Regions from separate parts of the Sus scrofa genome. Here region 1 is linked to region 2. Evidence: chromatin contacts called from public promoter capture Hi-C data. All regions are on one chromosome and are shown on one strand. The core of a region is the stretch at or near the end of the contact, and the rest is flanking DNA. Distances in the headings are between cores, read along the strand shown.

Region 1 (6,620 bases), core at 2,293-4,792, 390 kb before region 2:
GTCAGGACTTGCCAGCAGCAAGCTGGCGTCTCCACTGCCCAGCCCGACTTCACAGCGCTCTTCCCTGACTCCTACCTCTCCTTACGAAGCTTCAATAACTTTCTCACTGAATTGTTTTTAAGGCAACACACATGATAGCACGAAGAAGGGGGAAACCAGGCACCACTTAAAACAAACACGTGATGTGGTGGAGGACGAGGAAAAGCCCTCAAGGACCAAAATAACACAATTACCTTCAAAAGCCCCACATTTAAGCGCCCTCAGTTCAACTACCAGCCGCAGCAAAGCAGCACAGAGGGCAGATCAGCAAAATCCCAACGACTCGCCCAATAGCTGCGGCCCCACTTTCAGGCACAAACTCCCCACAGGTCAGGTTGGACAGTGGTGCAGGGAGCCAGCAGGGCTCAGCGGGACGAGCAGTCGCTGTGGCCCTTTTTGGAAAGCAGGGACATGGCCCACACAAGGCAGGGGCCCCTCAACTCCTCCGCCTGCAGGTGGGGGGCCGGCTCCTGGCGCTCCTGCGACAGGCCTCGGCCTGCCTGCAGAATAGACACATGTTCTTAGGAAAATCCACCAACGTCCTCTGCTTCAGGCCAACGCGTCCACGCCCCACGAGACGTCTCCCCCGCTTCGAGAGGTTCGGACAGCGACAAAACGGAGTCAGCTGTGAGGTGCAGGAACCTGGCTGTGGTGTGACTGGTCGTAAAGGGCCTGAGGCTGAGACGGGCCCTGAGACGTCAGAAGAGCTGCCTTCACCCGGTGGCCTCCCATCCAGGCGGCACCTAAGCAAACTCTGGCAAGAGCTGCGCTGAAACGTCACGCTGTGTGATAAACAGTAGAGTTAAATTCACTACCAACCTTTACGACAGGGAGATCGAAGACTTCCCGCGCTTCCCCCACTTCGGGATTGTCCCCGTCTTCCGAGATGATGTGCGAGGCTAGCGCATTGTAGGACACTTCCTTGGCTTTCCCGGCTTTCAAAAGCTGAATGACCTTGGAAAAAACCACATGAATTAAAATGGAAAACACCCCATTTCATTCTCAACTTATACAAATTACCATGAACAACAAAGTTTCTAATAAACACACACCACGTTTTCCACGTGGGATTAAGACTCTTTCACTGAGTCACATGCAATGAAACACGTGGGGACAATAAAAAGCAGCAAATCTTGATGCGCTGACTGGTCCATGTGGAAGCGACGGCGAACCACGTACCAGCCAGTCCCCGAGGACGGACGAGGTGAACACAGCAGAGACCCGGCTAGGACACAACCCATCCAGGTCTACCCTCAAGGCTTGGGGATGCATGGTTTCCAGTAAGTGGAAAAGTTTCTGCAGAGGAGCTACAGGCGTGGTGTCCTTGTGAATTCAGAGGCATCACCAGGCAAAAATACGCACGCGGTGTGGCATGAGGAGCATTCAACACAATGGGCAGGTGAAGACGATGATGAGACCCTCGATGGCAGTGTCACAGGCGCTACGCAAAACCCGCTGGGTTTTACCCCAAAATACAGAGCTGTCTTCTGGAGGCACAGAAAGGTGTGAAGCAGGGAAGCGGCCTGATCAGATCTTACAGGAAGATCCCTGACAGTGTAAGAAGAACACATGGGGTTGGCTGCAGGTCTGGAGCCAGGACGCCTGTTAAGAAACAGCTATGAACATTCAGGCGAAAGAGGCAGGTAACTAAGGGAAAAGCAGGTCATTAGGGGCAAGAAGCGATGTGAGAGCACCAGCAAGACTAGGTGCCTCCAAGGGGCCTGTGTCGGAGAAACACTGCGGGGATGAGGACTGTGTGTTTGTTTAGGGCACGTCCCTCTTCGGTGCCACTGTGAGACCTAGAAAGACACCCAGCACGTCTGAGGATGAGACCTGGGCCCCATCTGAGACGGGGCCAAGGCCCAGAGAGCGAATGAGCCCTCAAGCACCGAGCACAGGGTGGGGAGTGAAACCAACACACGTGAATGCTCTGCATCCACGTTTCGAGGATTCAGAGAATCAAATACTCTGGCTGTAAAGTTTTTTTTTTTTTTTTAGAAAATACTTTGTTTTGGATCAAAGTGGTTTGCCAAGGACACTTTAAAAGCCCTTAGACTTGATTAACAGTTGAGTGAACATGACTCCTGTTCAGCTTGGTCCAGGTTTTAAGTAACATTTGGTTCAGGTCCCTCTCAACAGCCAAAGTCCTAAAATGAGGTAGGAAGCAGGGAGGAGAAGAGTGGAGAGTGAAGAAAGGGAAATCCGTAGTCAGAAGGAAGAAGCCGTCACTCTGAGCTCAGCACCTGTTCACTATTAAATCCCAAGCCTCTTGACGCTTACCGTAGAAGAAAGGGTGCACCCTGGGAGTCATCCAAGGGCATCTGGTTCCTAAAATACCACCACAGACACCTCCAGAAGGCCCAAACCAATCGGCCTTTCACAATTCCTTCCATGCCACCCAAGTCTGTTAAGTATCTGTCTCCACTCCTGAGGAGACATCAAGACAGTACAGCCGTCTTTTCCTACACATGAGCTTTAGGAAAGCGAGTAGCCTGAGATTCAGCTGAATATTCAATAAAGGTAGGTTCCCACCATGGAAAATTAACATGCTGACGTTCCAACAGATGTATGACTTACAAAAAACTTAGGAAAGGCGACAATATCCTTTGGCGTGAGGTCACACAAGAAAATGTTTCGTGTGACCGTATTAACAGCGCATTACCCACACTTACTGTATATTTAGGAAAACCAAGAAACACGAAGTCGCTGGTAGTAAACTTCAAGGCCACACACTAGTTGCAGACGTACGACCTCAGGTGGCTGCCACACCAGGGGCAACTAACTGCCCCTCCGCAGCCAGGAACCCAGGCCCCTACTCAGCACCTCCTGCCAAAGTTCCCGTAGCCAACCCGTCCCCGCGGGACCCACTGTTGGCGGGGCCCAGGCAGCTGGAGCTGGCAGCAGGTAGGGTGTCCCTGTCTGGATTCCTCCCCACAAAGGGGCAGAGTGGGAAGCGGACAAGGCAGCTCCGCGACAGCACCCCGGTCCCCCACCACGCGGGGACCGTGACAACCGACTCTTAGCGCAGACCCCCACCCACGTGCCCTTCCCCCCCCCATCTGGGCACACCCTCCTCTTCAAGTTTCCACTCCCAGGACCTCTCCTTTCCCCGCCCGCGGGTCCCGCAGACCCCCTTCCCTCCGGCCCCCACCGCCGGCCTGCTGGGCGCCAGGCGGCCCGGCCTCCGCGCAGCCAGGCCGGCGGGCTTGGGGCAAGAGGTCCCGGACGTTCAACGTGCAGGCGCGCGCCCGGGGCGGGAGCAGAGCCGGGGACGCGGAGGACGGTGCGGGGGCGGTGTGGTACCTGCGGGTCGATGTCGCCCACCGCGTAGTACTTGACCTCCCGGAACATCTCCTCGGGAACTTTGGGCGCCTGGTCCGACATGGTCGCGGCGGCCCGAAGGCTCCGCGGCGGCTCCTGCCCCGCCCGGCCAGCCCCGCGGGGCCCGCTCCCCAACGGCGCGGCCCCGGCCCGGTCCTGCAAGTCGGGCCCGCTCCCCCGCCCTCTGCGCCCCCGCCCGCGCCGGGCCGCCCGAGCGCGGGAGCCGCGCGCGCCCTGCGGGCCGCACCATCCCGCCCGACGCCGAGGGGGAGCGCCCAAGTTAGGCGCTCGGCCCGCCCCACCCGGTGTCCGTCTTGCGGCCCGCGGCACCGGGGACACGGGTACCGAACGGCCCACTCCAGAGCCAGGGGGCCGTGGCCGCCGCCGTCCCCACAGCAGGAAGCCCCGTGCTCGCGGGGAAACGCGCCCCCCCGTCAAGGCTGGAGTGGGCCGGTCCCGGGAAAGAAGGGTACGGGCGGCCCTCCCGTCGACACGCGCGGCCGCAAGGGCGGCGCATGCGCACCGCGGAGGGGCGGGCCGGCGACGGCAACCACGGAGGGAACGGGTCCGGCTTCGGGGTCTGGGGCGCACAGAGACGGAGCGTCGCCGGCTGCTGCCTGGCAGGACCCGAGGTAACGCCTAAGGCCCAGGAAAGGGTCCTGAGTCTTGGCTGGAGGATGAGGGCGCTAGGCCGCGTAACCAGCTCCCCGGGCGCGCGCTCGCGGCCAGTGGCTTCTCGCCGTCGCCCGAACCTGCTCCTCCCGGGACCCGGACCGTCAAAAAAACGAGCCCCGCGCCCCTCCCTCCGGCTCTGCTGACGACAGACGGTCATGACGTCTTCGCGCGCTCTGACGTCATCCGGTGGCGCCTGGAGACCGGCGCTCCGGGCGCACCTGCTCTCCCAGCAGCGCTCCGGGCGCACCTGCGCGGGCACGGGATGGGGCGGCGCTGCGGCTGCGGGACGCCAGGCTCCCCGGATCCACCGAGGCCCAGAGGCCCTGAGGCGCCTGAGCGTGAAAATGCACGTGAATCAGCCCCACAGTTTCCTCCCCCAAGTGGTTCAAACCATTACCCACTGCTGCCGCTACCTTCCAAGCGGTAAAGCCCTTTTATTTATTTATTTTTTATTTTATTTTTTGTCTTTTTGCTATTTCTTGGGCCGCTTCCACGGCATATGGAGGTTCCCAGGCTAGGGGTCGAATTGGAGCTGTAGCCACCAGCAACGCAGGATCCGAGCCGCGTCTGCAACCTACACCACAGGTCACGGCAACGCCGGATCGTTAACTCACTGAGCAAGGGCAGGGACCGAACCCGCAACCTCATGGTTCCTAGTCGGATTCGTTAACCACTGCGCCACGACGGGAACTCCAAGCCCTTTTAAATAAACGGTAGTGTAATTGGTTAGGAGAGAAACCTTTCCAAGGTACTGTGGCACCTTAATACAACCCTAACTCATCTCAGAGGCCTTTGTTGTATCACTTTAAGTCTGCGATAAGGGAGACGTTCTGAACGTGAAAGTTGACGTGGTCGGCTCATTGATCGGTACAATGTACACTGACTTTTTAAAAACGGTGAATAGGGTTTTGATTGTACACTTGTGTGTAATAAATGATTTTGTATGAGTAGCAAGTAAGGATACGATAAGCCTTTTAAATATTCTTAGGTTTTATCATTGTATTGTTTTCTGGTTTCGTCTTTTTCATTTGCGTTTTGAACAGTCTGAAACGGTGTTATTCTAAAAGCCAACATCCTTTTTAACAAACAAAATATGAGAACTTGCCTGAATGAGTAAGAATGTGCTGTCCTTCCTTTGAATACCCCAAGCATATATTTAGTATTGACCACTGTAACATTTTACCTTCCATGTTAAGAAAAGAAAAAAAACGGGGGAGTTCTGGTTATGGCGCAGTGGAAACGAACCTGACTAGTATCCATGAGGATGCAGTCATCCCTGGCCTTGCTGAGTGTGTGGGGATCTGGCGTTGCGCGAGCTGTGGTGTAGGTCGCACATGGGCGGCTCAGATCCCACGTGGCTGTGGCAGAGGCTAGCGGCTGTAGCTCTGACCCCTAGCCGTAGGAACTTCCGTGTGTTCTAAATACCAAACCAGAAGAAGCATGCCCTTGTATTGACCTGTGGTGGGAGAACTTATTTAGCTTTTTCCTTCCTTGGTTAAAAAAAGAACTAAGCATGTACTTTTATCTTAGAAAACTTACAGCATACCTCAACTGGGTATTTTATTTTATAAGTTAAAAAACGTGTAACGTTCATCAGGGCAAGTTTACCAAGAAGGCAGATTATGGAACTAAGAAATCTAAAATCTCAACCCAAAGAGACTGTAAAACAGGAGTGTAAACTGCGCGAGGTCAGTACGGTAACATGTACAGCCTCACACAACATCTCCTGGGCCTGGGTCGTGGCCCACAGAGTATCAAACACGGCTATTTTACCAGTAATGACAAAGAAGCATCTTTAGATGGAATCTAATTTCATATGGGTAGTGTCTGTTCTGATGTTATCAGTTCATTTAATAGAAACTTTGTATTTCTTTTAAAGTTGATCCATGTATGACCCCACATAAGACACTGAGCATTGATATTTTTAAGCTTCTTCCAAGTTCAAAGCATGATCATTTTTCTGTTAATCAACCTTCAGAAAATAAACATTGTCTCATACTAACTTCATAAAGTAATACATTTCTCATCTTCTATTTTGCAAAATTAGGTAACGAGGCTAGGAAAAAAGTTAAGTATGAAATTAGAAAAATGGAAAAGTTGGGAATATTTAACTCAAATTGTACTTACTAGTGGGAACTTGAAGCAGTTATTTAGATAAGTATTTCCAAATGGCTTTTTAAAAAAATGCATCTTTTTGTACTGCATACAGCTTCTCAATCTTGTTGTCATATAGTGTGTTCAGTTCAGCTAATCACATACCCCTTCAAGTTAGATATTATCAATGTTTACTAGACCCTCAGTTGGTGTTTACAGACTAAAACATTTGACCTCTTCATGAAAGAGAGAACTTGTGTTGGAGGCATAAGCAAGTTGGGGTTTTAGCACAGGAGAACCTGGAAGCCCAAAGGCATGTTTCTTAGTGGGAGAGATTATTCAAGGACCCACCCAACACGGTTTTGCCAAAGTTGTCTACTTAGTGTAGAGACCTAGAAACCTATTCCAGACACTGTCCCATACACATATACTTTTTCCTTAAAAGAAGTTCTACCATACACACTTTTGTTTCACCTAAAAAGCAAAAATAA
Region 2 (6,912 bases), core at 3,941-6,440:
TGTGCAGGGAACTTCCGGAATATTTTTAATAATGAGAGAAAAATAGGCTAAGAAAAACCCCGCAAGAGAATTAATTATGACCGAAAGTAATAACAGAGTACAACGGGAGGAAAGGGTCAGCATGAAGCTTCTGTCTTTGCAGGTGAGAGCAACGCAGCCCTCCAAGGTCACACAGCTGCCTTTGCACCCAAAGCTCCCACCCTCAGCTGGGGGGTCGGGAGGTATCTTTCCCCGCGTGGGGGTCTTCCCTCCGCCCTGGGCCCCTGAGAGAATCAGTCTTTGCGGCTCTCCCGACCATTCCGCTGTGGGTGTTACTTGCCATCTGTCAGCCTGGTGGCGGGAGATGGGAGAGGGGGACTGATGCTGGGTGTCAGCCTCTTCTTGGGCTGGCACGGCGCCCTGCCCTGGGTCTCGGGGTGTGGACTCCAGGACCTGCTGGGGCTTTTTGTTTCTCTGTCCACTTCCTACAGGGGCCATGGGTGTCCGCATTGCTCTGAGGCCCCAGTTTTGTTGCTTTTCCCCCTAAAGACTGCAGCTCATTTTCAGGAGGAAGATGGGTGTGTGTGTGTGTTTTCTTGGGTGGGGGTCCCTGTACCCCTCTTCAGCACACACAATGAGGATGGGCTCAGGACTCTGCCCATCTTTCGGGCCAGTACTTGGTGGAGGTCATGCAGAAGCAGCTGGCAGGCGGGGGCAGGTCTCTCCTGGGGGCTTCTGGGGGCTTCTCTCCCAGTTCTGGGGGCTTCATGCTCTCAGGCTGCCCAGGCAGGTCTCTCCTGGGGGCTTCTGGGGGCTTCTCTCCCAGTTCTGGGGGCTTCATGCTCTCAGGCTGCCCACATGTGGCCTTTAGACACCATGAGACATTTTTAGCCGAATCTAAATCTCCAGCTTATATGGTGTCCAGCCATGTCCACTGCAGGTAAAGCAGAGGCTCAGGTCCTGCTTTTCTTTGCAGATGTCTTTCTCTCCTTCAAATTCCACTTGGTTGCTCTGAAACCCAAGTTCTCTGGTGGGCTCAAGAAAACGGCAGTTGGTTGTAGCGTTTTCTCGGTGTAAGCTTGGGAGTGAGGCTCTTTTTAGCTCTCTGCCTCTCTGAGATGAAACGGGAAATTTCTAATCTGCTTTAAGTCCTATCTTTGGAATATTTTATCTCAAATATTGCTTTTTTTTTTTCTTACTTTTTTTTTTCTTGCACCTGTGACACATGAAAGTTCCTGGACCAGGGACCGAATTCCAGCCACAGCTGTGACCTACACTACAGCTGCGGCAATAGATCCTTAACCTCCTGTGCCACAGCAGGAATTCCCAAATATTGCATTTTTCAACTCTAAAAGTTCCACTTTACATCTTCTATTTCCTTTCTCATTGTGGTCCTGTTTTTCCCTAAATCCTTGAACATGTGTATAACAACTGTCTGAAATCCCCTACCTGCTAATTTTGTCATCTCTGGCATGTCTGCTTCTACCTATTAATTTTCCTCCCGGTATTGGTCATATTCCTGTTCTTCCCTTCACTAGTAATTTTTCTTTCGTTTTTTTTTAGTGCCTCACTCATGGCATGTGGAAGTTCCCAGGCTAGGGGTCTAATCGGAGCTACAGCTGGCAGCCTACACCACAGCCACAGCAACACACGATCAGAGCCATGTCTGTGACCCACACCCCAGCTCATGGCAACACTGATCCTTAACCCACTGAGCGAGGCCAGGGATCGAACCTGCATCTTCATGGATACGGGTCAGATTTATCTGCTACACCACAATGGCAGCTCCTAATGTTTTTAAATTAAATGCTGGAATTTGTGAATTGAACATTATTGAGTACTGAGGGTTTTTTTTTTTTTTTTTTTTTTTTTTTTGTCAAATGTTTTTCTTTATAGAATATCGAAGTTTGTTCTGAAAGGCCATTAAATCACTTGCTGATTAGCATAACCACTTCAATGGTTGTTTTAAAGCTTTGTTGGGAGATGTGAGCGCCTGTTTGTCCTAGGACTAATGTCTTGGCTCCTCTTAGATTGCTCCCGAAGGGGCTGGGGGTTCAGCCGGGACTGTCCACACGGGGTCCCTGAGGTCCTGACGTCTCCTGGGCCCTCAGCTCTGGGAACTGTTCCATGTACAGCTTTCTGGTTGTCCATGCACTGTGTGCATGCTCACGGGGTTTCATGCTGCAGCAGCACTCAAGGCATCCTTCTCATACGGCTCCGTCATCTCCACTGCGGCACCCCGAGATGCCTCATGTTGGCCCCTCTAAATTTTGGTCTGTCTCCTCAAACCTCCTGTTTCACTCGAGTTTCTCATGGGCCAGCAAGTGTTTTCAGCCAGAAACCTGGGTGATTGTATGGGCCAGTTCACTGGTTTCCTTTTTCTCAGCTCCGTGACCACAGGTCTGTGCTGCCTGTGGCCCAATGTTGGAAAATCATCCCCCCCCCCCCAATTGGTTCAGTTTTCAAGGTACCATGTGAAGGAAGTCTGTCTCAGTGCCTCTGTCATGACCAGAAGTGGCAGTTGCGTCCTGGTTGTTTTGAGGTCTCCTTTGTGGATGCTGTTCAGTTTCCCCACATGTGCCTAGGTGTGGATTTATTTTTCCTGCTTGATGTTTTTATGCCTCCTGTATTTGTGGGTTTATATCTTTCATCTGTTCTTAAAAGGAATCATCTTTTTAATGTCTCTTTTCCATTCTCTATATTCTCTACATTTTGGAACTCCAATTTGTCATGAATCTGATATTCTCGTTCCACTCTCCCAAATTCCTTCCTTCCTCCTTTCTTTTTGATTGCAACCACAATATATAGAAGTTCCCGAGGCAGGGATCAAATCCAAGCCATAGCTTCAACCTACAGTTGTGCCACAGCTGCAGCAACACCAGATCCTTAACCCACTGTGCCATGGCAGGAACTCCAACAATGACATTTTAAAACAATTTTCTCTTTGCTCCTTTGTTTTGAAGCAATAAAAACTTACCAAGTTCAACAGACAGTAAAATAAAACACTTTTATTCTGAACCACTTGAGAATAAGTTCATGACTTATGCCCTGTCACCCCAAGTACTTGTGTAAAAGGAAAGAACCAATCTGACTCCACATTGGATTTTTTTTTTTTTTTACTTTAACCTTTGTACTCTATTGAGTTTACTGTACGTTAATCACTAAAAGAATGTTGCCTATAACTTGAAATATGCAGGACAGCCCATTCTCAAGGATCTGATCTTTAAAGGTCTAACACTTCTCCATCCATGTAGCAGAAAAAAAAGCTGCAGAATAGAGAGTAGCGTTTGTCTTGGTGGAGATTTATAGGAAGACTGTGACCAGACCCAGGGGACAGCTTCAAGAACAAAGGATTCTGGTACCAAGAAGTTTGCAACAAGCAACCACAACCGTTCCTCTTTTAGTATAAAAGAAGGCGGTTCTTTGTGACGTGATCTTCTTGGTCTGCTGGCTTGGTGAATACAACGACTTGTCTCTCCGTTTATTGGCCTGGCATGGGAAAGTGGTATGAGAGTGGTAACAGTTTAGTCTGCACTCTCTACAAAGACATACCACTTACAATCATCAAAATAAGGAAGTTAATTTTGCTGTATTACTCCCATCTTATCTTCAGACTCTGGATTTTTGCAAGTTGTTTCAATAACATTCATTACAGTGAAAGGATCCAGTTCAGAATCATGTATTGGATTCAGTGGTCATGTCTTTTTTTTTTTTTTTTTTGTCTTTTTAGGGCTGCACCCACAGCATAGGGAGGTTCCCAGGCTAGGGGTCTAATTGGAGCTGTAGCTGCTAGCCTACGCCAGAGCCACAGCAACGCCAGATCCGAGCTGCATCTGCGACCTACACCACAGCTCATGGCAACACCAGATCCTTAATCCGGCCAGGGATCGAACCCAAAACCTCATGGTTCCTAGTCAGTTTCCTTTTCGATGTCCCACGACAGGAACTCCGGTCATGCCTTTTCTTCTTCAGTCTGAAACACGTCCTCTGGTTTGGCTTTCATAATTTTGACACTCGAAGATTAAAGGCCAACTGTTTTGTGGTATGTCCCCCATTTTTTTGGTCCTTACTTTTTCGAGATTAGACTCAGTGAGGTATCTGTGACAGGATTTTATCACAGAAGCGATGCTGTTTCTTCTTACTGCATCCTTTCCGGTGGCACACAATTCAGATTTACCCCATTCCTGAAAATTTTTACTTCCTTCAGTTAAGGTGTTTCAGAGGCTTTTCCACCTGAAATTATTCTTTTCCACTAACAGTGCAGCGCTCCCCTGTGCCACTTGCAATTCTGGAATCCTAAGAAGTCCTTTGACACCTCCGAGCCAAGGTCTTTGCTCAGCCTTCTCTTTCCACCCTTTCCTTTCCCCATAAGCCCTACATTCATTGTTACTGAAGCAACCTTTGCAGCTTGCGTGTTCTTAAAGGCCTCATTACATCCGCACCGGTCTTCCCCGTCCCCAACTGCCAACAAGTCAGAAGTCGCCTTCGGATGCCTGATCCCAAGCATCCCTCAGCCTTCTACAACTCTTATCTCCCAGGACCCTTCCCTTAAGGTCACTTGTTAGCATCCCGCTGTGGACAAGTCTTGCGGCTCAAACGCTACCTCTCGCGCACATGTCGCTACGGCGGCCGTTCCGGCCGCACCCGCTCAGCGCACCTGCCTCCGCCGCAGACCCCCCAGTGCGCATGCCCGGCACCACCCCCACGGCGTGCTCGTCCCCGCTGTCAGCCCGCAGCGCAGTTTACTCCGCCCCCCGCCGCGCGCCGCACAGTCCAGACACAGAAAGCAAGCTCCGGCCCCATTACCGGGCGCGGGATCTCCTCCCTCACTCTTCCAACGGGACCTCCGCCGGCCGTAAAGCTCGGCGCCAACTGCTGCAAAGCGACTCACGACAGAGCCCGGGGCCGAACTACGGCGGGCCGCCGCCCCCGCCCCCTTCAAACATTGGGGTTTCTGGAGCGGAACGAGGCGGCCGCTGGTGTGTTTGCCTTCCGCCCTCGGCCTGCGTCCCTCGGAGGCGGCTCGGAGCCGCCGCGGCCTGCAGGGGAGGCCCCGCGCCGGTGCCTCCCGGCCGCCATCATCCCGGCGTGCACCTCGGCGGCGGGCCGAGCCGGCGGCCATGTTGCGATAGTTTGTTGTTTTCTTCCTGCGGAGGAGCAGGCCGGAGGGGCCCGCGACCCGCCGGCCGCGCCGCCCCCCGCGCCCCCGGCCCGGCCCGCCGCCCCGGCCCGCCGCCCCCCGTCCTCCCTGCGCGTCCCCGGGCCCCGGCTGGCTTGGTGGGGCGAGGCTGAAGGCCGGGCCCAGTGCACACCATGGCGACCGCCCTGGGAGCGGGCGGAGGAGCCGGCGCCGGAGGTAAGGGAGGCGGCGCCGCGCGGGAGGCGGCTGTGGCGGTGGGGGTTCCGGGGGCCGCTCCTGGCCGTCGGGGGTCTGGTCCCCTGAGAGGCGGGCGGGGGTCGGGCCTCGGCGTGCCCGCCGCCCTGGCGTCGCCAAGCGCCAGGCCCACCGGAGGCGGGGCGCCGGCCTGGGTGGGGGGCAGCTGTGGCCCCGGGAGGGTGGTCCCGACGGTTCCGGGAGGTTTCCAGGCCGGTGCCGCAACCGGGCCAGACCGAGGACGGGTTCTGAGAGAGCGGTCTCCGCGAGCTGCTCTCGTGCTCTGGGAGCTCCTCAGTCGTGGGGTACGAGCCCACTAGTGCTGGGTTATCAGCACCTTGCAGACGTGGGAACCGGACCGAAGAGGTTTAGATACCGGTGCAGTGCCTTTGGGTGTTTCCTTCGTTGTCCAAGCGTAGATGAGTTCGAGAGGGTACTTAGTGAAAACACATTTCAGGTAAAATCACTTTTTGGTTGGAACCCCATTTTGTGGATGGAGGGCTTTTTTTTTTTTTTTTTTTTTTAATAATGGGAAAAAAAACCCACTTGAAAGTGACTTGTATGACTGTTCGAAAACTTTGATGAAGGAGCCCCTTAGATGATGAAAGTATGAACCGCGACAGCATTTGAGGTTGTTTTCGTTATTGAGACGTGTAACCATCCTTTTGTGTATTTTTTTTTTTTTTTTAGTGATGCTTGCTTATGAGCACGTTGCCATAGTCCTGCCTAGGACTTTGAGACGCTGCTTTGGCAAAATGAGACCAAACGCAGCAATGTCGCTCCTGGCAGTACGATTTGGTGTAGACTTTTTATTTATTTATTTATTTTTTGGTCAGATGACTTTTGCGTGTTAGAGCTGAAGCTTTCCAGTTAAAGTTTGAAAAGATGTGTTCTTTTCTTAGTTGGTTGCTTTCTGGCGGTCAAAGTCGTGGTTTTGTATCCTTGTCACAGTATAGTCTGGAAACTCCTGGGTCAGGACTGGTTTCATTAATGCTAAGGTTATTTGCATGTTTCACCCCTCTGAGCATCGAGGAGTTTTCCCGAGGCTGTGTGACACGTGAACGCTTTGTCGTGTAGACGGGTGAGGGAATGTGTTCTTATGTTTTCATGTTTCTCATTTTTACTTTCGAAGGAAGCAAATGTCAGTGAATGCAGTCCACAGAAACAGAAGCTTTTTGGCGGCCTCAGTAAATCTGAGTCCAGAAAGTTTGGGAATTGCTATTTTAGGGGGTTAGGTAGGCTTGATCCTTTGTGATTTTTCCCTAGTGCCTGGTTTCCCATCGCTCTTAGTCTAAAGGCAGACTCGAGGCACCGAGGCGCGTGAGTTCTGCAGGCTCGGCCCCCCGCCTCCCCAGGCTGTTGGTCAGCCTGCCCTCCCTCTGGTCTCCTTCAAGCTCCTTGCCAGGCCGATCTTCTGTCCCACGTGTGTCTATCTCTTCCTTTCGTGCCTCCCTCTCCTTGGTTCGGTGGCACCCTAGTTTCTTCAGAACATTTATGGCAGTTTGTAATTTTATTTGGTTATTTCCTTTTTTAAAACGTCTCTTCTTAACAAGACTATG

What was found. Promoter capture Hi-C pulls out the DNA fragments that hold promoters and counts their contacts.
Region 1: a contact with region 2 is called in a promoter capture Hi-C map of liver, with 5 times the contacts expected there. The contact joins the promoter of PAXIP1 here to the promoter of RBM33 in region 2. A contact is called at or near these places in 1 of 5 promoter capture datasets (liver), 2 of 47 Hi-C or Micro-C datasets (heart right ventricle and liver) and 1 of 2 datasets of contacts at active chromatin or transcription factors (alveolar macrophages).

Annotation. Positions count from the first base shown.
Region 1 is chr18:3,063,775-3,070,394 of Sscrofa11.1, reverse strand. It overlaps PAXIP1 (PAX-interacting protein 1), which reads right to left and starts at 3,542. Exons shown (of 21, transcript XM_021078627.1): 1 at 3,343-3,542; 2 at 859-993. The coding sequence starts at 3,423.
Region 2 is chr18:2,674,482-2,681,393 of Sscrofa11.1, reverse strand. RBM33 (RNA-binding protein 33) reads left to right here and starts at 5,190. Exons shown (of 20, transcript XM_021079037.1): 1 at 5,190-5,335. The coding sequence starts at 5,293.